2 separate regions of the Mus musculus genome follow, and region 2 is linked to region 1. Evidence: chromatin contacts called from public promoter capture Hi-C data. All regions are on one chromosome and are shown on one strand. Each heading gives the region's core, a stretch centred on a gene start, on an enhancer-like site or on the middle of the called end of the contact. The rest is flanking DNA. Distances are from core to core; before and after follow the strand shown. Region 1 holds the start of Vkorc1l1 (vitamin K epoxide reductase complex, subunit 1-like 1). Region 2 overlaps Rabgef1 (RAB guanine nucleotide exchange factor (GEF) 1).

Region 1 (7,768 bases), core at 2,068-4,567:
TAAACACTAGTTTTAGCCACAACATCCTAAGTTCACACTTTCTATATGATAGAGAGATAGGAGCTAGACATGATGATGCACACCTGTAATCTCAGAACATGAGGGATTAGTAGAGAGAGGATCGAAGGAGTTCAAGGCCAGCCTCAACTTACGCTACAACACAGCAAGTTCAAGGCTAACTTGGGTTACCCCAAACAATGCCAGGCATGGTGGCATAAACCTTCAATCTCAGCATTTAGGATGCAGAGGCAAGCAGATCTCTAGGAATCCCAAGCCAGTCAAGGCTACATAGTAAAACTCTGACAAAAATAAGCAAGCCGGGGATGAAACTTAGTCACAGAGAGTTTACCTAACACTGGTCAGGCCCTGTGTTCAATCTCCAATGCCACTGATCGAGAAAGATTTTTAGTCTAACATATTTTAAGATAACTTTAATTCATTAATTGATGTTACTAAATATTAAATATCATGCTATTGTGTCTTATTCAAAACAAAAACAAAAACTTGACAGATGTGCAGGCAAGGCTATAATTCCAGTCCACAGGAGACTGAGACTGAAGGAGGACTGCTTTCAGTTCAAAGTTGGCCAGATCTACAAAGCAAGAAACAAAACACATGAACATTTGTTTCTTGTGATACAGATTAACTATGAGAATATTTAGTGTATAATTAAATGGTTCAGAAACAATCTCTTAGAGAAAAGCCCACTAGAAGAACTCAAAACATACAGTGAATTACTTCTTACATGGCCAAATAATAAAAAGCCCAGTAAGATTTTTGTATAGACTGCATTAAAAGAAAAATTCTAGGGCTGGAGAGATGGCTCAGAGGTTAAGAGCACTGACTGCTCTTTCAGAGGTCCAGAGTTCAAATCCCAGCAACCACATGGTGGCTCACAACCATCCATAATGAGATCTGATGCCCTCTTCTGGTGTGTGTGAAGATAGCTACAGTGTACTTATATATAATAAGTAAATAAATCTTTAAAAAAAAAAGAAAAATTCTAAAGTTGGTAATAATTATAAATATATTTCATATTAACCTATCCAGTCATTTTTATTTCATGGTTTCTAAGTATTTGAAATATGCTCCTGCATGCTTTTTTTTATTCTGCATTCATTCATTCAATTTGGGGTGTTAAAAACTTAAGTTTAAAAATTCTTTCCAAAGCCGGGCGGTGGTGGCGCACACCTTTAATCCCAGCACTTAGGAGGCAGAGGCAGGCGGATTTCTGAGTTCAAGGCCAGCCTGGTCTACAGAGTGAGTTCCAGGACAGCCAGGGCTATACAGAGAAACCCTGTCTCAAAAAGAAAAAAAAAAAAAAATCCTTTCCAAAGGTGCAAAGAACATTTAAAAATGTGAATGTGTGCATAAAATATACTTGGTGGGCTCAGTGAGAGGACTCAGCTGGTAAAGATGCTTGCCAGCAAGCCTGATGACCTGAGTTCAATCCCTAGGACCCATCTGGTGGGAAACTGACTCCCACATGTTGTCCAATGACCTCCATAAGTGTGTGTGCTACCCCACTCCCAACATAAATATGTGCAATAGAAGCACGATACACTTAGTGGTTCTCAAGGTGTCTAGTCTAAAAGAAAGTCTAGGAGGCCTCAACCTGGATGCAAATAAAACTCCTGAGGGCTCTTCATCACAGATACATTCTGCACTATAAACTCAATGCATTTAAAAAAAAAAAACAAAACTGCTTAATGAGGCCATAATGACAACCATTTTTCTACTAAAAAGTTACAGGAATTCCACTTATAAGCACGAGCTAGCCTAGCCTAGCTGGTCTATGAAAAGGGCTAAGTGGGAAAGATCAACAGCCTTAAGTTTGCAGATAAGAAACTCCAACCCTAGCTTCTTCAAATACTCCTCCACCAATATGGAGGGCAAAATAAACTAGTGAGCTATATACATTTGTGTCTCCCTAGCATTTATCAAAAGGAGGGAATGTAGTGAAATGTTAAGCACTGTTAACAAACATCAAAATATTAGGGGTAGGACTCTCTATTAAAATGTCAAACTATCTATTCTGCAATAATTCTTTTCACTTTTGCTGGTTTTGATGACTGCTATCAGTTTTTTAAAAAGCCTTTTTTAAAAGTGTAAAATACTTTTTTCTAAGAAAAAAAGCTAGCACACTACATAAAATGTTAACAGGAAAAAAAATCGATGGTATTTTCAAGAAACAAAAAATTGTTTAAATAAACCTGCTTAGCAAAGTTTCGTAAATCTAATCTCTTGCGGATTATTCCGCTAATACTAATCAGCAACATGTAAAAGTCATTCTAAGTCACCCACGGTGGTGCATGCTTGTATTTCCCTACTCAAAAGACTGAGGCAGGGGAATAGCTGTAGAGGTTATAGTCCGATGAGTTTCAGGCCAGTGTGGGTCACAACTCAGATCCTTTCATAAAATAACAGTCATCGTAGTACCTAAAATATCACTATACACAAGGTACTCATCGTTTACTCTAAACTTAAAGTAGACCCGAACTCTGGCCATTTTCCCCCTGCTGGGCACACTTCGTGAAATACACAAGGGAGAAAAATCCAAGAAATCAGATAGGGTTAAGTGCTGGTACCTTCCTCTTCCAGAGTAGGGTCAAATGCGTGTCTACCCGCAAATGTCACTGTCGCCTCCAGAAGGCTGCCAATTCTCCTTAACTCTGAGTACAAAGAGGCCTGAGCACCGAAAACACCTGTCCCGAACAACCCAGAGGATAGTGATAAAAGCCACCGGACATATAGCCCCGGGGTAGCAGAGGTCCCAAGACCCCGGGGATGAATGCTGGCTTCGCCGATCTCTGCATCGGGGGTCTTCACACGCCTCTCTCGGCGACAACAGGGAGAAAAGTCACACCGGCCAGGACGCGCCCGCGCCCTCCCGGCTGCACTGTGCCACCTCATCCCGGAGGCCTGCCCTCAGCCGCCGCCCCCCGGTCACCGCCGTCCGGGTCGCGGCCCGGGCCCCGCTCTCTCAGGCCGGAGCTCCCCGCGCGCTCCCCGCCCCCCGCCGCCGCCCGCGTCGCGCTCCCCTCACTCAAGCCGGGCTACCTGGAGGCCAGGGCGGCGGAGCACTTCACCCAGGGCCCCAGGTCGCAGAGGGCCCGGTGCTCCGGGTCCCTCTCCTTCTCCCGCTCCACGTGGTAGGCGTAGATGGAGAGCAGGATCCCGGCGGCGCACACTGCATACCGGGCCACCCGTTCCCAACGCGGCACCGACACTCTCAGCAGGACGGGCGCCGCCATCTTCCCCCCTCCGCCGCCGCCGCCGCCTCCCTCCGCCTCCACCTCAGACGCCGCCGCCCGTCGGGGCCCGACCCAGCCGCCGCCGCTGCCGCCACCGCCTCCGCCGCCGCCGCCGCCGCCGCCACCACCGCCGCGCCCCATTGGCTCGGTCGCCTCCTCCGGGCCCCGCCCCCACAGGCGCGCGGCCCAACCGCCCCGAGAGGAGTGAGGCGGACTGGGCGGGGAAGGCGCGCGCGGACACAGAGGGAGGGGCGGAGCGCGCAACCGCCAGGGAGGCGGTGCGGCGCATGCGGAGGGCGGGGTCTGAAAGAGGGAAGGGCTTGAGGAGGGGCGGAGCTTGACCAGAATTGGGGCGGAGCGAGAAAGCCGCTCATAAGTGTGGAGGGAGGAGGCGGAGCGCGCAACAGCGGGGAGGTGGTGCGGCGCATGCGGAGGGCGTGGCTGACGGTGGGCGTGGTTTGATTTTAAAGGGGCGGGTGGGAAAACCGCGCGCGGGCGGGGAAGAGGCGGAGGTTGTAAGCAGCCAGGGTTGCGTGGCGCAAGTGAAGGGTGGTGCTGAGAAATGGGGTTCGTTACACTGGAGGGCGCGGTCAGAAGGGAGGCGGAACAAGGTGGGGCGGGAGCGAAGGGAAGGGGCGGAGCGCAAAAACTCTGGTGTGCTGGATGGGGCAGGGGCGTGACCAGGAAGGATGAGGGGTGTGGCCTAGGAAAGGGGTGAGGCGAGAGGTGGTTTGGCTTAATCTTAGGGTCTGTTACAAGGGATCGATTTCAAAGATACTACTACAATGCTTGACTGGGCAAGCCCTTGGCTCCTGGTAGCAATCAGTTGCCTTTCTGCACACACACACATTTCCGTCGTTATCACTTGATATTTCTTATCCAATCCAAATTGTCCCTGACCAATGGCTCCAGAGCTCCAGAGACACGTTTGTGTGACATGATCTTCCCCAGGCACCACCTCCAGGCGTCTTGTGTTCAACATGTGAGAAACTTTTTTCTTAAATGCGCAAAACTATTTTTACATTTAAAAAAACCTATTTTTAAATGGGTTCATGAATACTTCTCTATAATTTGGATTTGATGTGGCTTTAACATAATCCATACTAAAAGGATAAAAATGAACTTTAAAAAAAAAGCTCAAAAACTTGGAAAAAGGGAAATCAGAAGAAAACGAAACGTGAGGAGGTCATAGAGGCTTGCAAAATTGTTAAAATTGAGCCATAACTGATTCTGAGCTTCCTTGCTGTCAAAACTGGACAGGAAAACCCATGTAAGGATATCTGTGTCTACAAAGAAACAAGCTGTTGATGGAGATTGCTAGCTTTTGCTTCAATGCAGCTCTTAGGCTTTGGGGGCATCACCTAGTGATTTTGATTAATAAGTAATGTTCTTCAATTAATTATACAATGTTGGATAACAAATCACCCCAATTTTTTGCAGCTTTAAGCAAGCTAATAAACTGGGTGTCTGTTTGTTTTGTTTGGGGTTTTTTTTTTTTCATTTTCTCTGCGTCAGGAATCTTCCGGCTCAGTCTCTCCACCTTTCCCTCTCTCTTTCTCTTCCTCTCTACCTTGGATCAAATTAAGATGTGAGGCATGGCTGTAGTCATCTCAAACCCTGAGAGTCCTCTTTCAGGTTCTCTCCTATGGCAGTGAGAAGGCTGCAGGTCCTCCCTGGGCAGTAACAACAGCTCCAATTTACACCTCCAGAAAACACAGCTGGCTTCCATCCCACCCACCCAAAGTAAGGGGTTGAAGAAAACAAGTTTTAGCTCAACAGTAGAATACTTGACTAATACATGTAAAGCTCTAGGTTAAACCTCCAAAAAAGGAGAGAGAGGGAAGAGATGGGGTCAGAGTCTCTAAAAAGGACATTATTGATTTGTGTGTGTGTTCACATATGTGTGGGTACAAAAAAAAAATCGCTGACTATAATCGTCCCTGACTTACCTCCTTGAGACAGAGTATCTCACTGAATCTGGAATCTGTGGTTTGCTTAGCTAGGCTGGCTGGCCAAGTACGGAGGATCCATCTGTCTCTGCCTCCAGTGCAAGAGTTACAAGTAAGGACAGCCACAGACAACCACATTAAATAGGAGGAGCCAAAGATTTGAACTTAGGTCCTCACACTGAGGCAGCAAGCATTTTTACCGAGCCATCTCTCCAGCTTGAGTCTTTTGTTATTCCGTGATCAGAAACGATAGCCTATGACTTTCATACATTCTGTTACTTAGAAGGTCGTCGCACCAGGTGGTGTCATCTGCGCCTCAAGACAAGCACCCATAAATGCCTATGACTGAAGCTCTGAGGGATCCAATGACCTCTTCCGACCTCCATGGCCCAGACACATATGTGCATCTCTCTCTGTCTCTGTCTCTGTCTCTGTCTCTGTCTCTCTCTCTCTCTCACACACACACACACACACACACACACACGTACACTTTCGTAATTTTAAAAAAGGAGAGTATTGGACTGGCAAGATGGTTCAGCAGATAGGCTCAGCGGGTAAGAGCACTAACTGTTCTTCCAAAGGTCCTGAGTTCAAATCCCAGCAACCACATGGTGGTTCACAACCATCCATAATGAGATCTGACTCCCTCTTCTGGCGCTTCTGGAGCATCTGAAGACAGCTACAGTGTACTTATGTATAATAATAAAAAATAAATCTTTTTTTAAAAAAAGGCAGGGGGGGAAGTATATAGGACTTAAGTTCATCTGCTTGCTACTCCAAAGCTAATACTTGAGAGAAAATTGGTTGAAAGAAAACAGATTTAAGAGCAGAAGATGGCTGGGCAGTGGTGGTGTACACCTTTAATCCCAGCATTTGGGAGGCAGAGGCAGGCGTATTTCTGAGTTCAAGGCCAGCCTGGTCTACAGAGTGAGTTCCAGCTACACAGAGAAACCCTCCTGTCTGGGGGGGCGGGGAGCAGAAGATGACTCAGTTCCCTGTGGAGATGGGGAGAACCACCTGAAGGGACTCAGGACCGCAAAGAGTTGTTTATAGGAAAGAGGGAAAGAGACAGTGGGACAGTAGGCAGAAAAGCTACAAAGATCAGAGTGCCTCTCTTACTGGGCACTCCCCAACTCCATACCACCTGGAAATTCTTAGGCAGACACACTGCCTCTCTACAGGTTAAATTCTATAAAGGACCAATCAGTCCCTCAAAGGAAGAAGAAAGAGCTATTTCCAAAAGCAGGAAGAGACAACCAAAGAGACAAGGCAGGAGACCGGGGCTGAAGCATAGTCTGTGGTAGAATGCTCGACTAGCAGACACAAGAATGGCAGGTGCTCCCAACCACACCTGACTGCCACTTCTGAGGTCCGTCTATTTTTCTTCTTTTTATTTTTTATTTTATTTATTTATTTTTTTTTTACTGAAGCTGGTTCCCTGATTCTTTTTTTTTTTTTAAGATTTATTTATTTATTATATGTAAGTACACTGTAACTGTCTTCAGACACTCCAGAAGAGGGCGTCAGATCTCATTACGGATGGTTGTGAGCCACCATGTGGTTGCTGGGATTTGAACTCTGGACCTTCAGAAGAGCAGTCGGGTGCTCTTACCCACTGAGCCATCTCACCAGCCCCATTTTTCTTCTTTTTAAATCAGGTCTCACACATCCTAGGCTGGCCTCAAACTCACCATATAGGTAAAAGTGACCTTGAAGTTCTGACTGTTCTCCTCCACCTACTGAGTGTTGGGATTATGGGTATACACCTCCGTACCCAATTTATGTAATTCTAGGGATTGAAGTGAGGGCTACCTGCACACTGAGAAAGTGTTCTGCAAACCGAGCCACCTTCTAAGCCCCAGGTCCCTGTTTTCTGACAAACTCGGCTTTCTATTCCAAAAGGTCTTCTTTTACTTCGAATCCTTAGTCCAATATTCTCATGTTTGTACAAAGAAAGAGACGGTTGCCGGCTCAACTCTGCTCCAGAACAAAAATCCCAGGAGCTTCCTGCAGGCCCCTTCAATGACCTCAGGCTTGATATGCTGAGTTAGAATTCTGTGCTTTACCCCAACACTTTGAAAATAACCCCAGCAAGGATTGAACGAGAACTCTTGAGGTGGAGCAGTAGCTGAGATAGAAAGCTTTAGAAGAGAGTCTGTCCAAGGCTGCCCAGGTCCCTTTGGGAAAGCAGCCTATGGAGAGGGGACCGGTGTTATTCTCATCTTTGAGAAATAATTGGTTCTCTTATCATTCCGTTAAAGTGAGTACGGCTACATAGTAGGCATTGACACACCTGCAAACAGAGCACTCAGAAGGGTTAATGTGGGATGATTGTAAGTTCAGGGCTATCCACACTGTTTCCTAAATAAACCTCTTTTAAGAAAAAAAAAAGCCTGTACCATGATCTAATGGACATAAAGAATTAGGATTTTTTAAAAAAGATTTATTTATTACTACATGTATATATGTAATATACTGTAACTGTCTTCAGACACACCAGAAGAGGACATCAGCTCTCATTATGGATGGTTGTGAGTCACCATGTGGTTGCTGGGGCTTGAACTC
Region 2 (7,768 bases), core at 2,081-4,580, 260 kb before region 1:
TGGGTACACCCCATGAGGTCCCTGAGAAGGGGTCAGTCAGTTCAGACTGGCAAAGCCATGCCTACAGAGAAAGACAGACACACGTCCTCCACCGCCTTGAGACTGACAGCCACAGTTTCCCGCTGACAAGGCAGCAGACTTCTTGAAGCTTTTAGGGACCTAGAATGATCTCACACAGCCAACATGGGTCCTCTCTCCAGCCAGACAGAAAAGCTGGTTATCCTAAGCCTGGCTGAGATGCTCCTGCTGCTACTGCCCAAGGCTGGAAGCTCACACGCGCTTAGCCACATGCTATCATTCCGTTCTAGGTTGTAGATAAAGCAGGCACTGCGATCACCTGATTCTTTTTTGAATGGCGAGATCTTTCTTCTCATCATCAGTAGTCTCTGGGCAGAACACAAATTTATAGAGACGCGTCATGATGTGCTTTTCGATCTGATCCATTATCTTCTCCACTTTCTCTGGAGGCACTGGAATACACAAAGGGGTATAGCAGCTCAAGAGAAGGATTTCAAAACAAGACTCTATTTCTGTAGTATTTTCCATACAGAAAAAAATTGCTGGCCACAGCCATCTTCCAGTAACTCGCCAAAATGACGAACACAAAGGGAAAGAGGAGAGGCACCCGATATATATTCTCTAGGCCTTTTAGGAAACATGGCGTTGTTCCTTTGGCCACACACATGTGAATCTACAAGAAGGGTAATATTGTAGACATCAAGGGAATGGGCACTGTTCAAAAAGGAAGGCCCCATAAGTGCTACCACGGCAAAACCGGAAGAGTCTACAATGTCACCCAGCATGCCGTGGGCATCATTGTAAACAAGCAGGTTAAGGGCAAAATTCTGGCCAAGAGGATCAACGTGCGGATTGAGCACATCAAGCGCTTGAAGAGCAGAGACAGCTTCCTGAAGCAGGTGAAGGAGAACGACCAGAAGAAAAAGGAAGCCAAAGAGAAGGGCACCTGGGTGCAGCTGAAGCGCCAGCCTGCGCCACCCAGAGAAGCACACTTTGTGAGGACTAACGGAAAAGAGCCTGAGCTGTTGGAGCCCATTCCATACGGATTCATGGCCTAATGTACACAACGAAATAAAGGACCCGGACTGCAAAGTGTTTTCCTTAAAAAAAAAAAATTGCTATAAACACACCTAGTAAAGAAACATTAAAAACCCTCTTTATGGATTCATAACTATTTGGGCTGGGGATGTGCCCCAGCATGCATGAAGCCCTGGGGTCCAACCCCAGCACCGTATAAAGCAGGCATGGTGTTGCATGTCTGTCTTCTTAGCACTTGGGCGGTAGAGGCAGGAGGCTCAGGAACACAAAGTCTTTTAGAGGCCAGCTTGAGTTATGTGAGACTCTGTCTCAAAAAACAAAAACAAAACAAGACAAAACAAAAAACAAAAACACAACAAAAGAAATTACAACTTTCTAATCTACATTGTACAGAATTCCCACCTATTTGCTAAACTGGTTCACTGGAACCTAGCAGGTATATGCCCTGCCAAGTAGGAAGACTTCTGTGGGTCCCTCTCTATTGCTACACTGGTAAAACACTTGCAATTCCCAAGGTTGCCAAGTGCCGGCAAACCTCCTTTCCTCTGCAGTTTCCCACAAAGCCACCATGTTCTCTCTGAAGCACGCATGAGGACATCAAGCATAGCTCAGACGCACCCTCAAGTATAGTGTCAACAGAAGGCCAGAGGAGCTCCACAAAGCAAACCCAAAGCTTTAAGTGGGTGAGTCTCATTTTTTTCTGCTCCAACTCCCCTCCCTTAGGTTTATGTCATTGTGAACCGTGACTCACCAAATGGCAATTCCAAGGTAGGGATTCATACAGAAACCCTCCTGAGCCTCTCTGATCTTCCCCACTATACTCACAATACAGGAATTATATTATTCAAAGCACAACCCAATTGCCCAGGTCATGCAAGGGCACTGCTGGGTATGAGGCAGATGTCAATGTCAGCACAGTACTTTGGTACCAGCCAGGCCAATCAAAGGAGGCGAGGGCAGTTTGAGCTCCAACTGGCTGCCTCACAACAGCTGACTGACAACATATTACCTTTCCCACGGGTCTGCATTCTTTCAGCCACATTTTGGTAAAAGTCCTGAGTACATTCTGACTGTTCCTCGATGCTTAAATCCTGGAATCAACAGACAATAGGTTGGTAAGCAGCTGAAGAGTTAGTTTGAGAACACCAAACCTGAGCAAGTCTCTCAAACACACTCCCTGCACTGAGCCGACTCTATAAGAACTTAAAAATCACACATATTCTGCAAGAAAGAAAAATCTACTATTTTTTTTTAAGATTTATTTATTAAATGTAAGTACACTGTAGCTGTCTTCAGACACCCCAGAAGAGGGCGTCAGATCTGGCTGTGAGCCACCATGTGGTTGCTGGGATTTGAACTCGGGACCTCTGGAAGAGCAGTCAGTGCTCTTAGCTGCTGAGCCACCCCTCCAGCCTGAGAGATCTCCTGTTGATGATCTTTACACATCACAGTAAGCATAGACAACCTGTGAGCGCTCTATTTCACATCACCACCCTCATCCTTACGATTTATTACTATTACTACTACTAGTGTTAATTTTTCCATGACAAGGTCTTTTTAGATTTTAATAGCTGTAACATGTAAGTTTTGGATCCTTTTTGAGTTGATTTTTTAAATACTCATTTTTTTTTTCACTTTAAAAAATGTCGATTACCCTCTAGTATCTCCATATTCATGGGTATAGCGATACTTCTATACAAGATTGGACCAAGGCATACGATCCTAGACTTGCCAATGTGCTATAGCAGGAATATTCAAATTCCTTCCCACTCATTACTTTGAAATACACCATGTGTCATGTGTCAACAACCATAGTTTTCCTGCTGTGCTTAAGGACATCAGAAAGGCTGGAGAGATGACCCAGAGGTGAGTTAGGAGGACCTGCTATACTTCCAGAGGACCAGGATTAAGTTCTAGCATCCACATCAGGAGACTCACAACAGCCTGGAGCTGCAGCTTCTGAGTTCCCCCACACTCTCTCTGACCTCCATGGGCATCTGCATGCATATACACATCCTGCCACGCAGACGCACACAGACACACACATACATACAAACATACATATACATACACACACACAAATACACACACCACACACACATAAACACCACACACATACATACACATACATACACACACACACATCACACACACACACACACACACACACATATACATGGGCATCTACACGCATATACACATACTGCCATGCAGACGCACACACACACACACAGCACTGGAGGTTTAACCTTGTACCTGGCTGGCCCTCTGTCTTGCTGCCCAGTACCTGGAGGCACTGTTTTGCAATCTGCTCCCACCATGTTGACTTTTTCAGCTTCTGTGTATAATGAGGACACATTGCTTCTAATTTTAGAACCAAGTCTGTGCTACTTCCTCCCAACTTCCTCAAGAAGTAAAGCCTGTTTGGATGAGTCTCTTCCTCTTGGCCATACCCTTCTGGTCTCTATAGTAACCAGACAGCTCAGACTACTATTTGGTTTAGAACAATTGAAGAGGGTGCTAGCAACTGGCTCAGTGGGCAGAGTGCCCCAGCCCAGTGTAAACCAGTGCTGTACACCCTGTGATTAAGCACTTGGAGGGAGAAGCAGGAAAATCAGGAGTTCAAGGCCAGCATAGGTTACATGAAACTTCGTCTCAAAAATAAATAAATACATACGAATGAAATGCTCAGCAAAATCTCTGTAAGGTACAGGAGGGCCCTCATATTCTGGGAAAGTGTGAGTGAAGATAAAGACACATTTCACACTATAATCTCTTCATCGAAACACAGAAAAAATACCTTCTCCATAAGTGTTAACACAAGGCAAACTGTAAGTTAATACAAAGTAACCAGTAGCAACTGTTTCTATTTTATTCATTTGTTTATTTAATTTTATGTGCATTGATGTTTTGCCTGCATATCTGTGTGAGGGTGTCAGAAGCCCTGGAATGGGAGTTACAGACTGTTGTGAGTAGCCATGTGGTTGCTGGGAATTGAACTCAGGACCTCTGGAAGAGCAGCCAGTGCTCTTAACCTCTGAGCCATCTCTCCAGCCTTTTGTTTTTTATTGTTGTTGTTTTGCTTGTTTGTTTTTTGAGTCAGGGTATCTCTATTATAGCCCAGTCTAGAACTCCTTCCCTATGTATACCAGGCTAGACTAGAACTTAAAAAAAAAAAAAAAAAAAAAAAAACACCCACCTCTGCCTTCCAAGTGCTGAGATTAAAGGTGGGAGCCAACATGCAAGGCAGAGGCAAATCTTCACAGAAAGGCTCTCCAGGAAACGAAACCAAAGCCATGAAACGACCAAAAGCTCCTCTATTACACTTGATCACTTCCTCAGGAGAGTGAGATCACAGAGTGCGGCTCACAAGAAAACTGGTGTCTTTGCTACACATGCACGAGCACCTCACGCATGCCTGGTGCCCTCAGAAGCAAGGTGTCAGGTCCACCATGCCAAGGGTGCTGAGAGCTGAGCCTGGATCCTCTTCAGCTCTCCAGCCCTAGAGTAATAGTGTTTTATAACCCGAACTAAGGGTCTAGAGAGCACTGGCTGTCCTTCACCGGCCAGGATAGTCCAGGCCAGCCTCTAACCCCCTGCTATCTGCTCATAAATGCGGAGATGAAAGCCATATGCCACCTTACCCAGCATATGATTTTTAGTTTTGAGACAGGCTCTCATTATTTTGTCCAATCAGTCTCAAACTTGTGGGCACAAGTAATCTTCCCCCTCAGCCTCCCAAGTGCTTAAAGTATATGCTCACATCTACACGCCCAACCTAATAGCACGCTTTAAACATGTTTCCATATAAACAGACTTGAAGAAAACAATTCTTCACCAAGCCATGAACCTCGTTAAATGAGATAACAGGGTTTTGAGATGATTGTCTCTCTGCATGTCCTCTGAGCTTTTTTTCTTCCTTTCCTTTTGAGATAAGATCTCCTGTGTAGCTCTGGCTGGCCTCCAACTCACAGAGAGGTCATCCACTTGCTTCTGTCTCCTGAGTGTACAGATTAAAAGCATGTGCCACAATGCCCAGGTTTCACCATACTTTAAAATTACTCCTGAAGGGCTAGAGTGATGACTCAGCAGTTAAAAGCACGGGCTGCTCTTCCACCCATTGGACCCAGGTTCAATTCCCAGCACCCATACAGCAGCTCACACCAGTTCAGAGGATCCAACGCCCTCTTCTGACCTCAGTGGGCCATGTAAGCACTAGGTACACAGACAGAAAAGAAAAGAAAAGAAAAGGAAAGGAAAGGAAAGGAAAGGAAAGGAAAGAAAAGAAAAGAAAAGAAAAGAAAAGAAAAGAAAAGAAAAGAAAAGGGCTTAGCAGTTAAGAGCACTGACTGCTCTTCCAGAGGTCCTGAGTTCAATTCTCAGCAACCACATGGTGGCTCACAACCATCCGTAATGGGATCCAGTGCCCTCTTCTGGTGTGTCTGAAGACAGTGACAGTGTACTCACATACATAAAATAAATAAATCTTAAAAAATAAATTACCCCCCATACCAACTTGAGAGAGAACGAGGTGGGGGGGGGGATGGAGTAAAAAAAGTGCAGAAAAGGCAAGCAAAATATCTATACACATAAAATAATAAAAATACTCTTTAAAATAAAATTACTCAAGACATGAGGCTATGTTCAAAGGTCAAAGGAAAGCTACAGAGAGTACACTACACAGGTGACCACACATACCATTGAACCCACAGTCAGTATTCTACCAAACTAAAGCTTAAGTCTCACAGTAAGATTACCTTTTCCAAGTTTTTTTGTTTGTTTGTTTGTGTTTGACACAGGGTTTCTATATGATGTGTGGTCCTGGATGGCCTCAAACTCAGGGGTCTGTCTCTGCCTCCCAAGTACTAAGATTAAAGGGTTTGCTACCACCCCTGGCTGTATCTTGTTTTATTTTTAGTTATGTGTACAAACGTGTGTGTATGTAGGGTATGCTCATAAGTGCAGAGCCAGCAGAGAGGTGAGTGTTGTGAAGCCTGTGTGTGTGTGTGTGTGTGTGTGTGTGTGTGTGTACATGAGTGCAGAGCCAGCAGAGAGGTGAGTGTTGTGAAGCCTCTGTGTGTGTATGTGTGTGTGTGTGTGTACATGAGTGCAGAGCCAGCAGACAGGTGAGTGTTGTGAAGCCTGTGTGTGTGTGTGTGTGTGTGTGTGTACATGAGTGCAGAGCCAGCAGACAAGTGAGTGTTGTGAAGCCTGTGTGTGTGTGTGTGTGTGTACATGAGTGCAGAGCCAGCAGACAGGTGAGTGTTGTGAAGCCTGTGTGTGTGTGTGTGTGTGTACATGAGTGCAGAGCCAGCAGACAGGTGAGTGTTGTGAAGCCTGTGTGTGTGTACATGAGTGCAGAGCCAGCAGAGAGGTGAGTGTTGTCAAACTTTTGGATCCCCAGAACAAGTAGAACCAGCTTCCTCCTGATTACTGAGCCATGTCTAGATAACCTTTTATAAGATTCTTTTATACAAGTTACATTCTAGCTTCTAATTTCCTTATTGAAAAAAAAAAATTCAGGTGTTGAAGGCTGAACTCAGAACTTTGTCATGAAGCCACACACGGCCTTTTCTGCACTTTTTTTACTCCATCCCCCCCTCCAACCTCGTTCTCTCTCAAGTTGGTATGGGGGGTGATTTATTTTTTAAGATTTATTTATTTTATGTATGTGAGTACACTGTCACTGTTTTCAGACACACCAGAAGAGGGCACTGGATCCCATTACGGATGGTTGTGAGCCACCATGTGGTTGCTGCGAATTGAACTCAGGACCTCTCGAAGAGCAATCAGTGATCTTAACCGCTGAGCCCTTTTCTTTTCTTTTCTTTTCTTTTCTTTTCTTTTCTTTTCTTTTCTTTTCTTTTCTTTTCTTTCCTTTCCTTTCCTTTCCTTTCCTTTCCTTTTCTTTCCTTTCCTTTTCTTTTTCCTTTCCTTTCTTTCTCTCTCCTCTCTCTCTCTCTCTCTCTCTCTCTTGTTTGTTTTTGAGATAGTTTCTCTGTGTATCCCCGCCTGTCCTAGAACTCACTCTATAGACCAAGCTAGCCAGGAACAAGAGATCCACCTGTCTGTGCCTCCTGAGGGTTGGAATCAAAGGCAGGGAGCCTTCTCCACATTCTTTTCACAGTTCTAGGGCTAAACCTAGGACCTGCTGTGTGCTAAGTAAGCTGTATTCCTGGACCACCTCCTCTGTTTTCTTAATTTCAGAATCTTTTTGTTGGTGGTTTTTTGAGACAGAGTTTCACTCTGTAGCCCAGGCTGACATGGAACTCATTATGTAGTTTAGGCTGGCTTCAAACTTGATCCTGTCCTAGATCTCCCAATCCTGCGAGATTACAGCAGCGATTCATGCAAGGATGTTACGTCAATCATGTGCCTGCTCTTCTCAGTACAGTGACAACATACATCCTGAAGACTATGACAAGGTTCAGTGACACATATTCAATCACAGAGACAGATGTGGTAGGATTACATGGTTAGAACCTCAGCAGTCAAGGGATTACAAGTTCAAGGTCAGAGTGAACTACAGAGTGAGACCCTGCCTCAAAAGAAAGGAAACCCAATAGGTGATAATGTAATTAAAAAGAAAAGAGGTGGTTGCTGGAAAGATGGCTCTGCGGTTAAGAATACTTGAAGGGTGGAGTTCTGTTCCCAGCACCCACGTCGCAGCTCATAACTGCCTGTAACTCCCATGCCAGGGGATTCAATCCTC

Evidence for each region. Promoter capture Hi-C pulls out the DNA fragments that hold promoters and counts their contacts.
Region 2: a contact with region 1 is called in a promoter capture Hi-C map of liver, with 2.5 times the contacts expected there. The contact joins the enhancer-like site here to the promoter of Vkorc1l1 in region 1. A contact is called at or near these places in 7 of 39 promoter capture datasets (the C10 cell line, cranial neural crest, embryonic stem cells and 3 more), 2 of 484 Hi-C or Micro-C datasets (B cells and erythroblasts), 5 of 115 datasets of contacts at active chromatin or transcription factors (the 230-238 cell line, effector CD8 T cells, embryonic stem cells and 2 more) and 2 of 9 other capture datasets (adipose tissue and liver).

What each region holds. Positions count from the first base shown.
Region 1 is chr5:129,937,658-129,945,425 of GRCm38.p6, reverse strand. It overlaps Vkorc1l1 (vitamin K epoxide reductase complex, subunit 1-like 1), which reads right to left and starts at 3,317. Exons shown (of 3, transcript NM_027121.4): 1 at 3,061-3,317. The coding sequence starts at 3,254.
Region 2 is chr5:130,201,388-130,209,155 of GRCm38.p6, reverse strand. Rabgef1 (RAB guanine nucleotide exchange factor (GEF) 1) reads right to left here. Exons shown (of 9, transcript NM_001199059.1): 5 at 2,066-2,147; 6 at 338-470. It also overlaps the pseudogene Gm15921. Among named protein-coding and RNA genes, the nearest start is that of Tmem248, 17 kb to the left of the region's middle. Within about 2 kb of position 3,330, at least 59 of the 459 cell types and tissues checked have an H3K27ac peak or open chromatin away from gene starts, as enhancers often do. A contact at or near this core is called in B cells, effector CD8 T cells, liver and 2 more, where this site is marked.